Regions from separate parts of the Mus musculus genome. Here regions 1, 2, 3 and 4 are each linked to region 5. Evidence: chromatin contacts called from public ChIA-PET, Hi-C and HiChIP or PLAC-seq data. All regions are on one chromosome and are shown on one strand. Each heading gives the region's core, a stretch centred on a gene start, on an enhancer-like site or on the middle of the called end of the contact. The rest is flanking DNA. Distances are from core to core; before and after follow the strand shown. Region 1 holds the start of Tmem191c (transmembrane protein 191C). Region 2 holds the start of Ube2l3 (ubiquitin-conjugating enzyme E2L 3). Region 3 holds the start of Serpind1 (serine (or cysteine) peptidase inhibitor, clade D, member 1). Region 4 holds the start of Ppil2 (peptidylprolyl isomerase (cyclophilin)-like 2). Region 5 holds the start of Dgcr2 (DiGeorge syndrome critical region gene 2).

Region 1 (3,449 bases), core at 763-3,262, 620 kb before region 5:
GTGCAGTTAGGAGCACTTGTTGCTCTTCCAGAGCACTGACTTTAGTTCCCATCACCCACATAGGTGGCTCACAACTGCTGGAATTCCAGCTTCAAGGGATCTGATGGACTGCTGAGGCATTTGCACAGATGTGGTATACACACACACACACACACACACACACACACACACACACACACACAGAGAGAGAGAGAGAGAGAAATAAATTGAAGAAAATGATTAAGCAGGTTCCTAGGGAAGTAAGGGGTTGTGTCAAGACCAGCCTGGCTGCAGAATGAGACCCCTTGAGCTAACAGAACCCCTAGATCACAAAACTACATCCCTCCTTTTCTTACTCATACCACACAAGCCCAATCAAAGGTTCTCTAGAGCTGAAACCATGGAGAAAAGAGACCATCAGGCCACCCTAGCACCCAGGTCCTCCCAGGTCCTTCAGCACCACTCAGCACGGCACTATGCTAGGGAAAATCCAGCCACTGAGACCACGACAAAGTTTCATAGCACATGGGGGAGAAAAACATTAAAAATTTTAATTTTAAATGTTTTTCTCAAGCCGGGCACGGTGGCGCATGCCTTTAATCCCAGCACTTGGGAGGCAGAGGCAGGCAGATTTCTGAGTTCAAGGCCAGCCTGGTCTACAAAAGTGAGTTCCAGGACAGCCAGGGCTACACAGAGAAACCCTGTCTCGAAAAAACAACAGCAACAAAAAAATGTTTTTCTCAAAAGTTTAGCACTCCCTGCTTGGTCACTCAGAATCTAAGGTGAGGCACACCTGGTTTAGCCTGTAGTTACAGTAGTTACAGCTACTGTGGCTCTTAAGATTTATTTATTTTTATTTATTATTATTATTATTTTTTTTTTGAGACAGGATTTCTCTGTATAGCCCTGGCTGTCCTGGAACTCACTCTGTAGACCAGGCTGGCCTCGAACTCAGAAATGCGCCTGCCTCTGCCTCCCGAGTGCTGGGATTAAAGGCGTGTGCCACCACCGCCTGGCTAATTTATTTATTTTTAAAGACTTATTTATTTTTATTTATATGAGTACATTGTCACTGTCTTGAGGGCATCAGATCCCATTACAAATGGTTGTGAGCCACTATGTGATTTCTGGGAATTGAACTTATGACCTCTAGAAGAGCAGTCAATACTCTTAACCGCTGAGCCATGTCTTCAGTCCTTCTTTAAAAAAAAAAAAAAAAAAAAAGATTACACACACACATACACACACACTCACACACTATAGCTGTCTTCAGACACACCGGAAGAGGGTATCAGATCCCATTATAGATGGTTGTGGATCACCATGTGGTTGCTGGAAATTGAACTCAGAACCTCTGGAAGAGCAGTCAGTGCTCTTAACCATTGAGCCATCTCTCAAACCCTCTCATTTTTTCTTTCTTTTTTTCTTTGGTTTTTGTTTGTTTGTTTGTTTTTTCGAGACAGGGTTTCTCTGTGTAGCCCTGGCTGTCCTGGAACTCAGGCTGTAGACTAGGCTGGCCTTGAACTCAGAAATCCGCCTGCCTCTGCCTCCCAAGTGCTGGGATTAAAGGCGTGGGCCACCACACCCGGCCCTCATTTTCTTTTGAGTCAGGGTCTTGTTTAGACCTCTAGGCTGACCTTGAACTCTAGGTGATCTTGCCTCAGCCTCTAGTATTTTGGGATTACAAGGTACGGACCATCAAGTCTGGTCCTTCCTTAGAACTTTAGTAACTTTTTACCAATCAGATCTGGACTGTGATATTTTTGTTTTTTGTTTTGTTTTTCTTTTTTTTGAGACAGGTCCGCATGTAGCCTTGGCTAATTTCAAACTCCGTATGTAGCAAAGGATGACCTTGAACTCCTGATCTTCGTGCCCTCACACCTCCAAGAGATAGAATTACAGATGTGGGCAACCAAGCCCGGCTTTGTATACCTGAATTGGTCGGGCGTGATCCGTCTCGGTTGGGTTCGGGCGCCCTCTGCTGCCTATTGTGACGCGGGCCACCAAGTTACCCAGGCGGTGGAGGTCGGGGCGGAGCTCTGGAGCCATGACTGAGCCGCAGGAGCAGCTGCTGCAGCTGCAGAAGGACAACCGAGATGGCCGCCTGCGGAAGCAGGAGCTAGAAGAGCTGGTGCGTGGGCTGGAAGCCGAGAGCGAGAGCCTCACCGGGCGCCTGGAGGAGCTGCGGGAGCGCGAGCGCAGGTGCGAGGGCACCGAGGCCCCGGCAGGCTTGTTGGCAGTCTCGCTCCAGGCAGTGGGACCCTAGTCTGGAACTCTCAGGCTGGTGGCGGCTCCTTCCCAAAATATCTTGCTCCCTGGTTTTATCCCAGACCAATTCTCCGCCCCCTCTCCCCCTCCCCCGTGTAGCCTGCAGCGGAGACGAAGTCAAGCATCACGAGCCATTCGAGGCGAGGCATGTGAGGCGGCACGGGAGCGTGCGGAGCGGGCTCGTGGGCTGCTGGAGGCGGCGGAGCAGCACCGGCAGGACCTGGTGCGGGCAAGAGCAAGAGGCGGCTCCCGGGGTGGCTAGGCTGGAGGAGGGGCCTAGACAGCCTGGACCCTGTTCGCAGGAGCAACACAATCGGAAGCTGCAGGAACAGTGGGAGGAACTGTCCAGTCAGGTACGTGCAGTGTCTCAGATCATGCCCTAGTCCCCAAGATCCTTGAGCCAGGCACTCACGAGTTCGGTCCCCAGCTTTTCTACTATGGAGGGGAGCAGCTAAGTCAACAGCGAGCGGAGCAGCAACTAGGGAACCAGCTTGTGGCGCTGCAGGTACTTGGGCGGGGCTGTGGGCGGAGTATGGCTGTGGGCAGGGTTATGTGCATTTGTGGGCAGAGTATCAGCCTTCAAGGCCGGGGACCGAGCCTCGAGGCCCAGTGGTGTGCGAGGACTTCAGGTTCTTGACATCACTTGAATCCTCCCGAAGAAACATCTGGAGCTGGCGGAGGCCAAATTCAGCATGCAGGCAGAGGACCTGCGGCAGGTGCGAATGGCGCTGGACTCTGGGGGGGGGGGGGAAGGCGTGTGGGGAGGGCCTGTCATTGCGATGCTCATACCAAGCCCCTGGCTTCTAGGGTGCGCAGCGGACAGAAGAGGCCTGGGCCAGCTTCCAGGAGCAGAGTGGAGTCCTGCAGGTGTGACCCCTCGTTTCTGACAGCGGTTCTCTTTCGAATGCCCTGCGGCCTCGACTCTTTCTTCCTTACTCTCTGACTCGCGATGTAGCGCATCCTCTGCCCTGAATCCCTATTGCCATCCTTCAGGAGCTGCAGGGGAAAGTGATGGAGGCAGCAGCTGCGCTGGAGGCTACGCGCGGTGGCTCGGAACCGTAAGAATTGGGACTTGGAGGGCGTCGGAAGGTGCTAGGCCCAGCCTGGTGGCTCATCTCCGCGCCTGTCCTGCAGGTGGAACTCAGAGCCTCGTCCGGTGCAGGACTGCGCGGGCTCACTCATGGAGGAGGTGGCCAGGGCTG
Region 2 (3,315 bases), core at 19-2,518, 690 kb before region 5:
GAAACCCACAAGGCTGAAGGGACGACAACTTTTGGGGTTTGAACACGGAAGTGATTAGCATTCCTTTCCTGTAGGTAAATGATGGAGTGTCACCCGCAGAACAGATAAGGGGGTTTGATCACAATTGTTTTGTGCCCACTTCCACTCTAGTTTTATCAAATGTTCTCTCTAGGTTTCAGTGAGCAAATGGCTTTCTTTTGTTTCCAGTGACTCCATCAACCAAATACAAATTTGGTCTCAAGAGCCAGCTCCTGCGACCTTTTTTATTTCCGGTCCGGCGAGAGCTCGGCCGCACTACCAGGTAGCACTCAAACACTGGCGGGTTATCTTTAGAGGATGTCCGCAGATCTACTCGTGAAAAACTCCAACTGAGCACCTATATTGTATGCTTCACCAAAGGAGCCAATTAGTGAAGTGACACTCCCATACATTCAAGATACAAAGTGCGTATACCAAGTTATTTTCGTAAACTTTGGCAGGTTTTGATTTCAACGACAGAAACCAACCCCCACCCTTCATCAGGGAAAGGAGATGCGGATGACTAAGAGGTGGATAGAAAAGAGAACCTAGCTACGCAGGGAGACGACCCCACGCCTTCCTAGAGTTGGAACTTGTCGGCTGTGTGACTCTGCAGTCACAAGGCGACAGTTTGCGTGGACCCAACACAATTTCAAAAGACCACCAACTAACTGACCTAACTTTGGCCGCCTGCCCTCCTCCTTCCTTTCCCGTCTCGGGCCTCGCAGCCTCCCGGTCCCGGAGCTGTGGGCTGGCGGAATGGGGCTCAGAGAACGGCGACCGCGGCCCAGGACCGGGCGGCTCCGCGGCGCGTACTCCCAGCCGGGGCTCCGGCTTTCTTCCCCGAGGGCGCCCAGCTTGGGGCCTCCAGGCCCGGCCCACACATCAACGGCGTCCTCGACCCGGACCGCGGCCGCTGCGACGGAGGGCCCGGCTTCGCTCCAGGAGGAGGGGGCTCGAGAACTGCCCAGGCTGATCCGAAGGGCCGGCAGCGGCGGCTCTCAGCGCGGCCTTGCGCTCCCGCCCAGGCTGCGGCCTAGGCGGCCCCGTTAGATCTCTCCGCACGCGGCACAGCGGGGCCACGCAATGAGGGATGAAGAACGGCGTCGCCCCAAGGAACCGCGGCCCGCCGTAGGGGTCCCGGCCCGGGGACGCCGCCCCCCGCCTGGCCAGCGCCAGAGAATGGCTTTTACCTTCATCAGCCTCCTGCTGGCCGCCATCTTGGATCTGGTGCTGCTGCTTTCCCAAAATGCATCGCGGTAGGCCAGGCGGCTAGAACCCCCTCACTTCCTGGAGCGGGGGAGGGGCTAACCGGGAAGAGCGCGGAATAGAGAAATGTGCCTACTGTGTGCAGGTCCCAGGGCTATAGAATCCTGTGTAGACTCGAGTGACCTGGACAGTTAAAGATCCTTACTTTATGGCGCCTCCAATCCTATGGCAAGTACATACAGTGCTTGACACATAGTAGGTGCACTATAAATAGTGTGTACACAAAATAATAGAATAATCAAGATTATTTCAGGCACTACTAAACATTGTGAAGAAATCAAAACTGGGAGATGAGAAAGTTATTCTGTTACTGAACACGTAATACAATCGGTAAAGTGCCTGCCTGATCAAGAAGGACCTGAATTTGGGTTCCCAAGAACCCACACAGAAGCAAGCATGGTCATTAGCACTAGGGGAGGTAAGTTACAGTTAGATCTCTGAAGTTCTTTTTCTAACCTGCCTAACTGAATTGATGGTGAGCCTCAGATTCAAGGAGAAAACCTGTAAAGTACAAACAAGGAAAGAATTCTGTGGACCTCAGGTCTCCACATGCATGTGTGTGCACGCCCACACTAACATTCACATACAGCCTCCTACACACAAGAACTACAGGATCTGCTTCTCAGGAAGGCTCACTGAAGAAATACCATGAATAAGACAGTGCAGGGCAGCCGAAGATAAGTGGATTGTGCCTTTAATTCCTGCAGAGGGAGGCAGAGGCAAGCAGAATATAGATTCTAGCCAGCCTAGCTACATAGTATGATCCTAGTAATGGCTGAAATATCCAGAGAGGAAGAAAGAAACTGCCAGAAGGCAAACCCTACACTCACTCAGTGCTTTTACAAGTGGAGAAGTGTTGGAGGTTGGGAGATGAGATGTAGATAAGGCCTCATGTAGCCTAAGGTGGCCTCAAAATTCACTATATAACTAAAGATGACCTTAAACTCCTGATCCTCCAGCTTCCACCCTCAAGTTCTGAAAGTACCTGTACTCCATGAGTAACATCCATGTGCCCATTAGAAAGGATTTTTGCTTTGGTCTTTTGATGCCCTTTCTATCTAAAATTAATAGACTCCCTAAGGGAAAATCACTTGACACCAGTGGGGGAATGGTGGGCTAGGCCACCAAGACCCCAGACTCCATGTCTCAAAAGGGCTGAAGCTCTAAGGAGAAACTAGCAGTACAGAGCTGGCAACATGAGGCCGACAGAAATGTGAAGAGAATGCATTGCTTTCATTCAGCAGAATATTCAGGACACTTAATTCAGAGGTTTTCAAATTTGGTTCAAACAATATAACTCTTTTTTTGTTTGTTTGTTTGTTTTGTTGTTCTTGTTTTGAGACATGGGCTTGCTATGTAACCTTGGCTGGCCTTGAACTCAAAGAAATCCACCAATCTCTGCCTCCCAATTGCTAGGATTAAGGGTTATAATACCCATCTATAATACCCATCTTAAGATCATATAATTTGAGCCTGGAGGTGGTAGAGCCATATCCTCTGATTTTCCACAAGTACACCATAATATCCATGAGCATACACACAGAGAGAGAGAGAGAGAGAAAGAGAGAGATGCTCATCTGAAGACCCGAGTTTGATTTCTTTTTTGTTTTGCTTTCCTAGACAGGATCTCCCTGTATAGCCCTGGCTGTTCTGTAACTCACTCTGTAGACCAGGCTGGCATCAAACTCAGAAATCCGCCTGCCTCTGCCTCCCAAGTGCTGGGATTAAAGGTGTGCACCACCACTTCCCAGCACCAAGTTTGATTTATAGCATCCATAAGGTGGCTCACAGCACTTATAGCTCCAGTCTCAGAGGATCTGACACCCTCTTCTGACCTCTGAGGGCACTGTATACATCTGGAGCTGCTCAGACATACATGCATATATATAAAGTACCAATACACATAAAAATATACTTAAAAAAGTAAAGAGAGGAAGAAGTGTTGGTGTGGTGAAAGGGAGACAAGGGAGGGCAGAGGCAAGAATAATCAAAATTTCAATTCTGTTTTGTTTTTGAGGTAGGATTTCT
Region 3 (3,319 bases), core at 197-2,696, 560 kb before region 5:
GTACTGGGAATTGAGCCTGAGTACTCTGCCAGAGCAGTAGTTTGAGTCATCTGTGGTGTCTGAATAAGAGGCTCATATGTGTGAAAACTTGGTCCCTAGCTGTGGAACTGTTTGTCAAGGACTAGGAGGTGTGTATTTTGGGTGGTGTTTGACATTTCAAAAGACTTGGCCCACTCCCAGTGTGCCCTTGCCTCCTGCTTGTAGTTCATGTGAACTCTTGAAGTTCCTGTGGTCATGCCTTCACTCTACCATCACAGACTCTAACCCTCTGCAAACTTAAGTCCTATTAACCCTTTCTCCTGTAACATACCACAGCAAAAGTACCTAACATACCACATCCAGCATTTTTTCTTTACAGGAGAGAATGCTAACTATAGTTTCAGTCAAGGTGCTCAATATGGTTTCCTAAGACAGAAAAGTGACATCCAAGTGACACCCACATACTGCTCTGCAAGGAAGATGCACCAAAGAGAAACAGCATTTAAGTACCAAGGGCTCAGAGCCTGCTAGGGCTGAAGCTGCAAAGCAGTCCCTAATAGACTGGAGAGTCTCTCTGAGCAACTCGATGCTGCTCCTGGTAGAGATGTATGTGGAGTTAACACACACACACACACACACACACACACACACACACACACACACACACACACACATTCTCTCCCTCCCTCTCTCTCACTTATACACACATACATGCACACACACTCTCTCATACAAACACACACACACTCTCTCACACACACATTCTCTTTCAGACACACACACGCACAAAGACACATATATACACTCTCACACAGATACAACTTAGTACAATATAATCCAAAGATATATTAATTTGGTAACTATATGCTGAGGAATGACAGTAAAAACAACATTTTAAAAGTTTTTGAGGGCAAGACATAGTGGTACATGCCTTCAATTTCAACACTCAGGAGGCAGAGACAGGCAGATCTCTTGTGAGTTCAAAGCCAGTCTGGTCTACATAGTGACAGCCAGGGCTACACTGAGAAACCCGTCTTGAAAACAAACAAACAAACAAACAACTCCAAAGGTCTACACCAATTTATGCATTTCCTAAGTCACCAACCTTAACTTTCCCCTTCCCCTTTCAGTGAGGAAAAAGCTTCCCGTGAACTTAAGGTAACTCCATCTATTGTGTAGCAGCCTTCACACAGACGGAGACCCAGCAGGGGAAGACATGGCTCCCAGGACACTGAACAGTGCCTCAGGTATGCATAACTTCAGCGAGATGTGCTGAACAAGATGGTGCAGACGTGCTGACACAGATAGGAACACTCAACAGCCACACAGCAGCCACACAGAACTGTAGTTTGGAAGTAGCTTGTCCCTAAGTGATCAAAGTGAGCTGAAAGGGTTCTGCTGACAAAGCTACTTGAGTGGTGTTTGAGTTAGGACATATTTGCTTTGGAAAACACACAACAGCCCAGCACCAAAGTTCACATTGAAACCTGCTGCTGACCTTCTCTGGTCTCATCTCTGCCACACCACTGCTCAGAGGTACAGAGGTAAGTTTGGTTTCTAACATTTTTTGCCAATTATAAATTTTTATTTTTAATGCTTAGAGCTAAACAATTGGTTCCTTTATTGAGAAAAGAATATGTTATTTTTAAAATTTAGTTTAATATTCTTTAAAATTTAGTTTAATGTTTAGTTTAATATTAATATTGGTACAACTGACAAAAATGGAATTTGAATTTTAAGAGACAAGATTATTATACCTTTGATACTTTATACTGGAAACTGGGCATGGCAGCACAAGATTGAAATTCCAGCACTTGTAGCCCCTGGGTATCTATCACCCTAGGGCACAAAATCAATTTCTTTTCAAATTAGATAATTGTCTAGTGATTAAGAATGAGAATATTCTTGTTCTAGAGGAAGTTTCCACCTAAGCATTACTATTAAAGGTTAGAGGAATGTAAGAGATCTAACCTCAAAATGCCCAGAAAACGTGTACATATGTTGATACATATACATGTACCCCCCCATGTGCACCACATCACATCATACACACACACCACACATACACACGCACATACACCATACCACACGACACACACACCAACACACCCCACACATATACCACACCATACCACACCACACCACACACATATCATACCACACCACATACCATACCACACACACACACCACACCACACCACACACATACACACACCACACACACACATACCACACCGTGACACACACACACCACATCACACCACACACGCACACAACAGTAAAGGGAACACAGTGGCTGCTCTGCTACTCTATTCTTTCAATTCTTCTGTAAGTTTGAAGTTATTTTAACATAAAAAGGTTTCCCTTCTTGCTTGTTCTGTTTGGATCTGGAGAGATCACAGTAGGAAATGGTGTTCTTTATGACACATATACAAAAAGGCCAACTCCAATCCATGCAACTCTCAAGAATACACTATATGATGTTCCCATGAAAACAAAATTTTGATGAATATCTTAAAATTATAGCACTTTAATTCAAAGACAGCAATTTGAACGCATACACAACTTACAGGTATTTTTAAATGCCTTAATTTTTTTTTAATGAAACTGATGAGCAATATAGAAAGATTTATCTGTCAGATCGTTAATTTTCAATGCATAAAATAACTACATTTTTTCCTTTCTCTAAGAAGAGAATAATGAAAATTATGGCTTATGGCTTTTGGACATACCTTCAGGAACAGGGTATATGATGCTTACCCTTCAGAACCAACCCAACCCAACCCAACCTAACCAAACCAGAATGTGTTCTGAGTTCCAGGATAAGATGAAGAACATCTTTTCTATTTGGGCTCAGACTAGTCTCCTTGAACCTACATTAATTCAAGTTGGCTTTTCTTTTGTTCTTTAACATTATTGTAACTACTGTTTTAGCCAAGGAAATTTTTAACTGTAATCATAAAAAGGCTTCCATTAAGTTTTTTTATTTGTGCATATGCACTTGTCTGTTCAAGTATGCACCACATTGTGCAGACTGCCAGAAGGGTACAAAACTCCTTGCAGCTGGAGTTACAGATGGCTGAGCCACCCACCTGGAGGGCTGGGACCTGAACTCTCGTACTAACTGCTGAGCCCCCTCTCTAGCCCACTTAATTTCAATGATACCCATGCCTGATTTTATCTTGAAACTAGTTCTATTTACATTAGATACTGTTTCCAGTAATTGTTCCACATGTGTAGATTATGTAGCCATGAGTCTCAGCAAAGTGCTGAGATGGATCGGGCTTATTCACAGTCAGAAAGCATGTGGCTCTTTTTCCAAAATAAGCACTTCAGAAGC
Region 4 (3,595 bases), core at 237-2,736, 780 kb before region 5:
CAGAACGCCCACTCACTTGTCAAATCACATTAAACATCTGCATTGTGTGGCACATAAGAAGGACAAAAGATGGAGAGATAAAGAAACATCAACAGCACCTTGTCCAGAAGGAAATGAACTGGACTTATAGACTATCTGACAGGAAGAGCTAGGCACACAAAGCTCTGGGGAAGCCCTTTACAGGAATAACACTTACTGAGGCTGGAACAGGACAAGCTGAATCTGTTCCAGAAAGGAGACAGCAGAGGAAGAGTGTGATGAGGTACGTAGCAGCAGAAAAAGACACAGAAGCAAGGACAGCGGCCGAGTCAAAAATGAGTCAAAGATCAAGGAGAGTACTCTCTATTTGCCTAAGTGTGATGGGAAGCTGGTGGGTGATTTTGAGCAGGACCCAGACATGATCTAACATAGCTCCAGTTGCTCTGTGCGGTTGTTCTTCTGTTAGGATGAGAATTGTCTTCAGTCTATATATAGTAAATCAGGGACCCACTATGTAACCACTGAGCTAGGATAAGAAACGGCAGGCTTAGGTGTGAAAATTATCAAGTTCCCTTTTAGCATACTAGTTTTGAAAAAGCTGTAAGTTTTCCAAGTGGAGAACTGAGTGAAAGCTGCTGACTTAGTGCAAGAGACTCTTTGAACAGATCCACCACAGGGATGAAGGAAACACCCCCGAGGTCTGGGACAAGGGGAGGGGAAGCCCAGCAAAGAGGAATGAAATAGAGATCATTCGCAGATTAAATTACTAAGCGCCAAGCCTTTAATCCTAGCACTCGGGAGGCAGAGGCAAGGGGATTTCTGAGTTCGAGGCCAGCCTGATCTACAAAGTGAGTTCCAGGACAGCCAGGGCTACACAGAGAAACCCTATCTTGAAAAACAAAAACAAAAACAAAAACAAACAAAAAAAACTACTAAGCGCATGTAAGATCTCACTAAAGGCTACTTTTGGAAAGGGAAGAAGCCCAAGGACTGAAAAGCTGGATACTAGATCTGGCAATACAGAAGTCAAAGATATCCTTGCAAGCAGCTAGGGGCGGGGAGCATCTGAAGAGACAACAGAAAACAGAAAGTACAGCAGCAGCAAATGGGAGGGGAACATGGAGCACGACCCGCCTATCTTCAACTTGAAGGCTGTCGCCTGTGTGTAGGCTCTCAGACTAGAGCCAGGACGAAGCGGACAACCAACTCAGGGGCAAAACTCGTTCGCAGAAAGGCTAGGGGTAGGGAAATCCCGGAAGTTAGTTAGTCCGGCGGTAGAACGCCCTGGCCCGCGTAGGCTGCACTGAGGGACGAGACCGCGCCTGTGAGAGCTGAGGCTTTCAGATGATAGCCTTCAGCACGGCGACGAGCTGAGACGAGAGACGCGACCCAACTTACATCTTGTCCTTCTGGTGCTGTCGCTTCCCCATGGTGGCAACAAACCGAAGAGACCACAGCAGACACTGACTATGGCGCCTCCGCTTTCTCAACTACTTCCGGAGATCGACGCACTGGATCCCGGAAGTTGGAAGAAAGCATTCTGGGAATTGTGGTTTCCAGGTGTCCAGGTGCTGGGTGCAGGCACCGTGCTAGGCTGAAGCTTGCTAACTTTGAGTAGAATCCACTTTTCCTGTCTCCCACCATACTGCGTTGCCTCCCCCAAGCCCTCAAAAACTTTTCTATGCACTGTCTGGCTACTTGTTCAGTCCATGCTATGCTAGGCAGACTCACTCAGACTCACCTCCTTTGTATCTAAAGATCTTCAACCTTTTTCACCTTCTCTAAAGCCATGTCCATGTGTATACTCAACTCTTCTCTCGTTCGGTCCCCACGCCCTTCAGGCCCATCAGCTGGCAGATGACCAAGCCCTCTCTGCTCCTTCTGTGGCCAGATCTTTGGTCTGGGTCTCATGTGCCGGGAGAATGGGTCCCAAGTCTCCTTTTTTTTTTTTTTTTTTGGTATTTCGAAACAGGGTTTCTCTGTGTAGCCCTGGCTGTCCTGGAACTCACTCTGTAGACCAGGCTGGCCTCGAACTCAGAAATCCGCCTGCCTCTGCCTCCCGAGTGCTGGGACTAGAGGAGTGTGCCACCATGCCCGGCCCCAAGTTTCCTTTTTAAAATTGTGTGTGTGGTTAAATAGTGGCCATGCCACAAGTGTAGAGCTCAGAGGACAAGTGAGGAGTTGGTTCTCTTTGCCAGACTTGCACAGCTCTTATTTGTTAAGGCATCTCTCCACCCTAAGCTGGGTTTTTGTTTGTTTTTGTTTTTTGAGACAGGGTTTCTCTGTGTAGCCCTGGCTGTCCTGGTGCTCACTCTATAGATCAGGCTGGCCTGGAACTCAGAAATCCACTGCCTCTGCCTCCCAAGTGCTGGGATTAAAGGTGTGTGCCACCACCGCCTGGCTGATCAAAGAATTCTTAATTTCCTTGTTCCAAATCTCCACTTTGATGCTAAATGGTATGTTCCATACCCTAACCCTAACCTCCTGATAAGATCTTCAACCAAATAATTTTAAGATGTCTTGTCAAATTCCTACATAAACATAAAACATTAGAAACCCCCTAGCCTTGCAGTTTGGGGGATATTAAAAAAAAAAATTCTCCTTTGAGACTATGCTCTCAAATCCTACTTTAGGGAGATAACCCTGTCTAACTGAAAATGCAACCAAAAAATCTGGGTCACTGGTCTGATTCTCATTTGGCAGGATTAACAAGGACCACCATCCACCCAGTTAGCCAAAGGCAGTCATCCTGTCAGCTTCTTACTTCATAACTTCTGCCTTCCAAATAAATCTTACCTCAAAAGATCTTTTAGCCCAGTATGGTGGTGTACACTTGGGAGGCAGAAGCAAGCAGATCTCTATGAGTCTGAGGCCAGCCTGGTCTACAGTGAGTAGAGAAACCATGTCTCAAAAGCAAATCAAAACTAAACAAAACTACCAGTACTTGGGAGGCAGAGGCTGGTAAGTTCTGTAAGTTCAAGTCCTCCTAGTCTACATATTGAGTTACAGGTCAACCAAGAATATACAGTGAGACCAAAACAAAACAAAACAAAAAAACACTTTCTTGGCCACCCCACTCACCTCTCTCATAGTTTATCATAATTTATAATTATATAGTAATTTTGCTTATGTTCTGATTTTTATTATCTATAGTCCCAAGTGAGGTATGATCAACCATGACTCAATATGTATATCCACTAATGTCCAGTAATGATTGACATCTTACATGGAGAAAGATTCTAAGGCCAGCATATGAGGTGACAATGAGAATCACAGTTTTGAAACTCGGGCAAGTAACAAGCTGTAAACTGACTGACCCACTCATTTCTCCTCTGGGTAGAAACACCTATCAAACTAGGCCTGTGTTTGGAGATTACATGCAGGAACAATATAGTGCACTTGCAACTCAAGGAAAGTGAAGCCCTAAGGGGTCTGAACCACTAAAGGGAAGAACGGGATTTCCCACCCCACTCTCTCAAGCACAACAGAATTGCTTGTTACAGTGCACGTGAGGGGCCATTGCACGTGTGATCCAAACACACACTGCCCATACTTGAGGGGTGAGGTTTGAAATAGGGTTTTTCTATAGAGTCCAGGCTATCCTTAAACTCTCTCC
Region 5 (3,220 bases), core at 120-2,619:
AGCCCAGGGAAACGCTCTGTTCAGTTGAGTGTTGTCTTGGGCTTGGTCACTGAGGCTCTGGCAGACATTTCCACATGGGACAAAAGCACAAAGCCAAGCATTGAAATATGTTGCAGGATGGGAGCTGAGATAGGACACTGCTGAGGGTGCACCCACCTGTTCTGACACCCAGTCATGATGTCACCCATAGAAGACTTGCCTGGGGCATTCCTTCATGGGAACCTTCCTCTGCTAAAAGCATTAAGAGCTCTACTTACCACCGCCCTAGTACAGAGGAGTCTCTGAAAGTTCACAGACAAGACATCCCTGCTGGGATCCCTAAAGGGACAGTGAGGCTGTACTGGTATTCCTGTGCCTGATGGATAAATTGACCTGGCTTTGTTGCGGAAGTAGGGTGCAGTGAAGGTTTTTTTTTGCAGGGGGGGGGGCACAGTTCAGAAGTATCTGAAATAAGCAGAAAAGGGACCTGAGGTTCCCCACCACACAAAACTCCAAGGGAGTATCAAAAGTAGTTAATCACACCACACAAAGCACTAAGTGCCAGGCACCGCTGAAAGGACTCTCCCCTGCACCTGGTACTCAGTTTACTCCCAGTACCTCCTTTGGGCAGGGCTGGACTTCTGTGATAAAGCGTTTCACTAAGTGGCAATGAGCAACCAGACATCGCTGTCCAGGGCTGAAACGCTGGCACTAGGCCACAATTGGGCGGACACTTGGGGCACCAGGTGCCTCCACAAGCTGCTTCCAAGACTTCCACTCAGCCAAGCAGAAGGGTGCGCCCGAGACGCAGCTCCTGGCCAGTGGGTCCCAGAGCACGCGGCGCTCGGTGGACCTGGGTCTAAAGGCAACATCCTCGAGGCTCCGAACCCTGGTACACTCCAATTTGTGCCAGGGCAGGGGACGCCCAGAGGCCCGCGGCCAGGCCTCGCCTGTGCCGGGCCGAGGAGCAGTAGCCCCCAGCAGCCGCGGGGGAACGGACGTCCGCAGCCCCACCCCCGACCGCGCCCCCACCCTCAGCACCGCGCACCTGGCCGCAGCGGCTCGGTGACAGTGAGAACCAGCAGGAAGAGCAGCAGGAAGGCACCGCTGTCTGCCTTGGGCACCATTTATCCTCCGTTCATCGTCCCCGGGGCAGCCGCGTGACCCCGCGGGGAGGCCGGACCTGGCCGAGAGGAGTGGGTGAAGGCCGGACTCCGACCTGGGGCTGAGGGGCGGCAGGCGAGGGATCCAGCTGGGCCGCGGCAAGAGAACGCCACCGACTCGCGCGCACTCTAGGCCGCAGGAGCGGGATGAGATTCCGGCTCGCGCAAGATGGCGGCCGTCCTGCTCCGGCCCGCGCCACCCCGCCTCCGGCCCGCACTAACCAATGAACGCCGAGCTGGGCGGGGGGTGGGGTGGCGGAGGGAGGTAGGACCCGAGCTCCAGACGCGGGGCGGGGCATGAGCACGAGAGGCCTAGGGAATGAGCGAGTGGGCGGGGCCAAGGGCGGGGCTAGCAGGAAATGAGGCGTGCCATTGGCTGAACCGAGAGGTGGGACGCAGCCTTGGCAGCGAGGTACCAAAAGGGGTCCCTAGTGCTGGTAGGGTCACAAGGACTGACAGTGCTGGCGCCAGGGTCTGGGGTGGGTAGGAGTGGGGAATCCGGGATTAGTGAATTGAGGAGGTATAGCTGGACCTGAACGATCTTTACTCCTGGAGGCCCAGGTCTGTCCCAGTGCCAACATATTCCCTAAAGTGGTCTTCTAAACGCCGAACGGCTGTGAAGAAAGTGAAGAGCTCTAGTGAAAATAAAGGACCAGCAGTCTCTGTGGATCAGGGAATGGCACAAAGAATATCAACAGAGGAGGAAATGGCTTAATGGATGTCAGAATCTAACAGAGAAGCCCAGAGTCTCTGGACCAGATCTGGGGAAGGAGCTGCCTATACAATGGAGAAAAAAAGCCCAGGCAGAGACAGGGCTAAAGCCTGGGAACAAGGCTCCACATGCTAAACTCACACCTGCCTTCATGAACAGCATGAACGTGGAAGGAGAGACAGCAAATGAAAAACCAATCTGTTCAGGGGAAGGAAGTGAAAAGTGGGGAAGGCCAGTCACCTCCAGCATATCTGACTCACTCTTATTGCCCCTCCACCAAAGTCCCAGGATTTCAACCTACGATAGATACATGGAGCCATGAGTGAAAGATGCTAACTTGTTATAGGTAGGTAAAGTCAAGGTCAAGTCGTCAGACATTCCAACTTTACCAGGTCTTGGCCCAAGATGTTGGACATAGGACTTGTCACAACAGATGGGGGGTTCCTTGCTGGCAGAAGCAAGGGTACCTGTCCAGTGCTGCTCTGGGCACTCAGATAGTTTTATGGCACATTCCCAGCACTGAGTACAAGATCCAGGCCTAGCCTTCTGCCCCCATACCCACCCCCACTGCAAATCTGCCCTGGGAGCTCAGCCAGAGCTCTGAGTTGGGCAGGTCCTTTGGAGGGAACTCAGCCAAGTGCAGTCTTCCTGCCAACTGTCCACCTGCAGAGCCGCCGTTAAGAGTCCAGGAAAGGTTTGGAAGAGAAAAGAGCAGGACAGGAAGTGAGAAGTCTGGCTGAGCGGTACAATGAAAGCACAGAGTTAACTCCTTAACCCACCACCACCACTACCACCACTGGGCCAGGAGATAAAGAACCTGAAGTCGGCCCAGGTCTGTCTCAGGGCCCAAAACACATTCAAAAGTGCTCTTTTAAAAGGTGAAGCCCCAGGCTGGTGAGATGGCTCAGCAGGTAAGAATACTAACTATTCTTCCAAAGGTCCTGAGTTCAAATCCCAGCAACCACATGGTGGCTCAAAACTACCTGCAATGAGTACATCTGAAGTCAGCTACAGTGTACTTATAATAATAAATAAATCTTTGGGCCGGAGTGAGCAGCAAGCAGAGGTCCTAAAATTTCAACTCCCAACAACCACATGAAGGCTCACAACCATCTGTACAGCTGCAGTGTACTCATATGCATAAAATAAATAGATAAATCTTTTAAAAAAAAAAGGTGAAGCCCCTTACCTCAGGCTGGAGCCAAGCACAAACGAGTTTGTTCACCTTCAGTATGCTCCAGTACACTGACAGACCTTCCAGGTTCTAAGTCCAAGCACCCCAGGCAATAGCCTCATTTCCCCCTGGGCATTACTCCTTTGTGACTTCACCCACTGAAGTCACCTTCTCAGTGACTTTAAGGGTTAC

Evidence for each region. Hi-C and Micro-C count contacts between places; a contact is called where the count stands out from the background. ChIA-PET counts read pairs in DNA pulled down with a chosen protein or histone mark. HiChIP or PLAC-seq counts read pairs in DNA pulled down with a chosen protein or histone mark.
Region 1: a contact with region 5 is called in a FOXA1 HiChIP or PLAC-seq map of pancreatic cancer cells. The contact joins the promoter of Tmem191c here to the promoter of Dgcr2 in region 5. A contact is called at or near these places in 2 of 115 datasets of contacts at active chromatin or transcription factors (memory CD8 T cells and pancreatic cancer cells) and 1 of 9 other capture datasets (adipose tissue).
Region 2: a FOXA1 HiChIP or PLAC-seq map of pancreatic cancer cells shows a contact between it and region 5. The contact joins the promoter of Ube2l3 here to the promoter of Dgcr2 in region 5. A contact is called at or near these places in 1 of 39 promoter capture datasets (liver) and 1 of 115 datasets of contacts at active chromatin or transcription factors (pancreatic cancer cells).
Region 3: a Hi-C map of liver shows a contact between it and region 5, with 3 times the contacts expected there. The contact joins the promoter of Serpind1 here to the promoter of Dgcr2 in region 5. A contact is called at or near these places in 1 of 39 promoter capture datasets (pre-B cells) and 1 of 484 Hi-C or Micro-C datasets (liver).
Region 4: a contact with region 5 is called in an RNA polymerase II ChIA-PET map of memory CD8 T cells, with 6 read pairs. The contact joins the promoter of Ppil2 here to the promoter of Dgcr2 in region 5. A contact is called at or near these places in 2 of 115 datasets of contacts at active chromatin or transcription factors (memory CD8 T cells and pancreatic cancer cells).

The regions. Positions count from the first base shown.
Region 1 is chr16:17,274,288-17,277,736 of GRCm38.p6, forward strand. Tmem191c (transmembrane protein 191C) reads left to right here and starts at 2,013. Exons shown (of 10, transcript NM_177473.3): 1 at 2,013-2,181; 2 at 2,347-2,470; 3 at 2,550-2,600; 4 at 2,675-2,752; 5 at 2,907-2,963; 6 at 3,055-3,114; 7 at 3,241-3,305; 8 at 3,382-3,449. The coding sequence starts at 2,027.
Region 2 is chr16:17,200,224-17,203,538 of GRCm38.p6, forward strand. Ube2l3 (ubiquitin-conjugating enzyme E2L 3) reads right to left here and starts at 1,269. Exons shown (of 4, transcript NM_009456.2): 1 at 1,212-1,269. The coding sequence starts at 1,238.
Region 3 is chr16:17,329,925-17,333,243 of GRCm38.p6, forward strand. Serpind1 (serine (or cysteine) peptidase inhibitor, clade D, member 1) reads left to right here and starts at 1,447. Exons shown (of 5, transcript NM_008223.4): 1 at 1,447-1,523. The region is part of intron 19 of Pi4ka (phosphatidylinositol 4-kinase alpha); the gene reads right to left.
Region 4 is chr16:17,109,766-17,113,360 of GRCm38.p6, forward strand. Ppil2 (peptidylprolyl isomerase (cyclophilin)-like 2) reads right to left here and starts at 1,487. Exons shown (of 21, transcript NM_001252444.1): 1 at 1,378-1,487. The coding sequence starts at 1,409.
Region 5 is chr16:17,890,359-17,893,578 of GRCm38.p6, forward strand. It overlaps Dgcr2 (DiGeorge syndrome critical region gene 2), which reads right to left and starts at 1,370. Exons shown (of 10, transcript NM_010048.3): 1 at 1,028-1,370. The coding sequence starts at 1,106.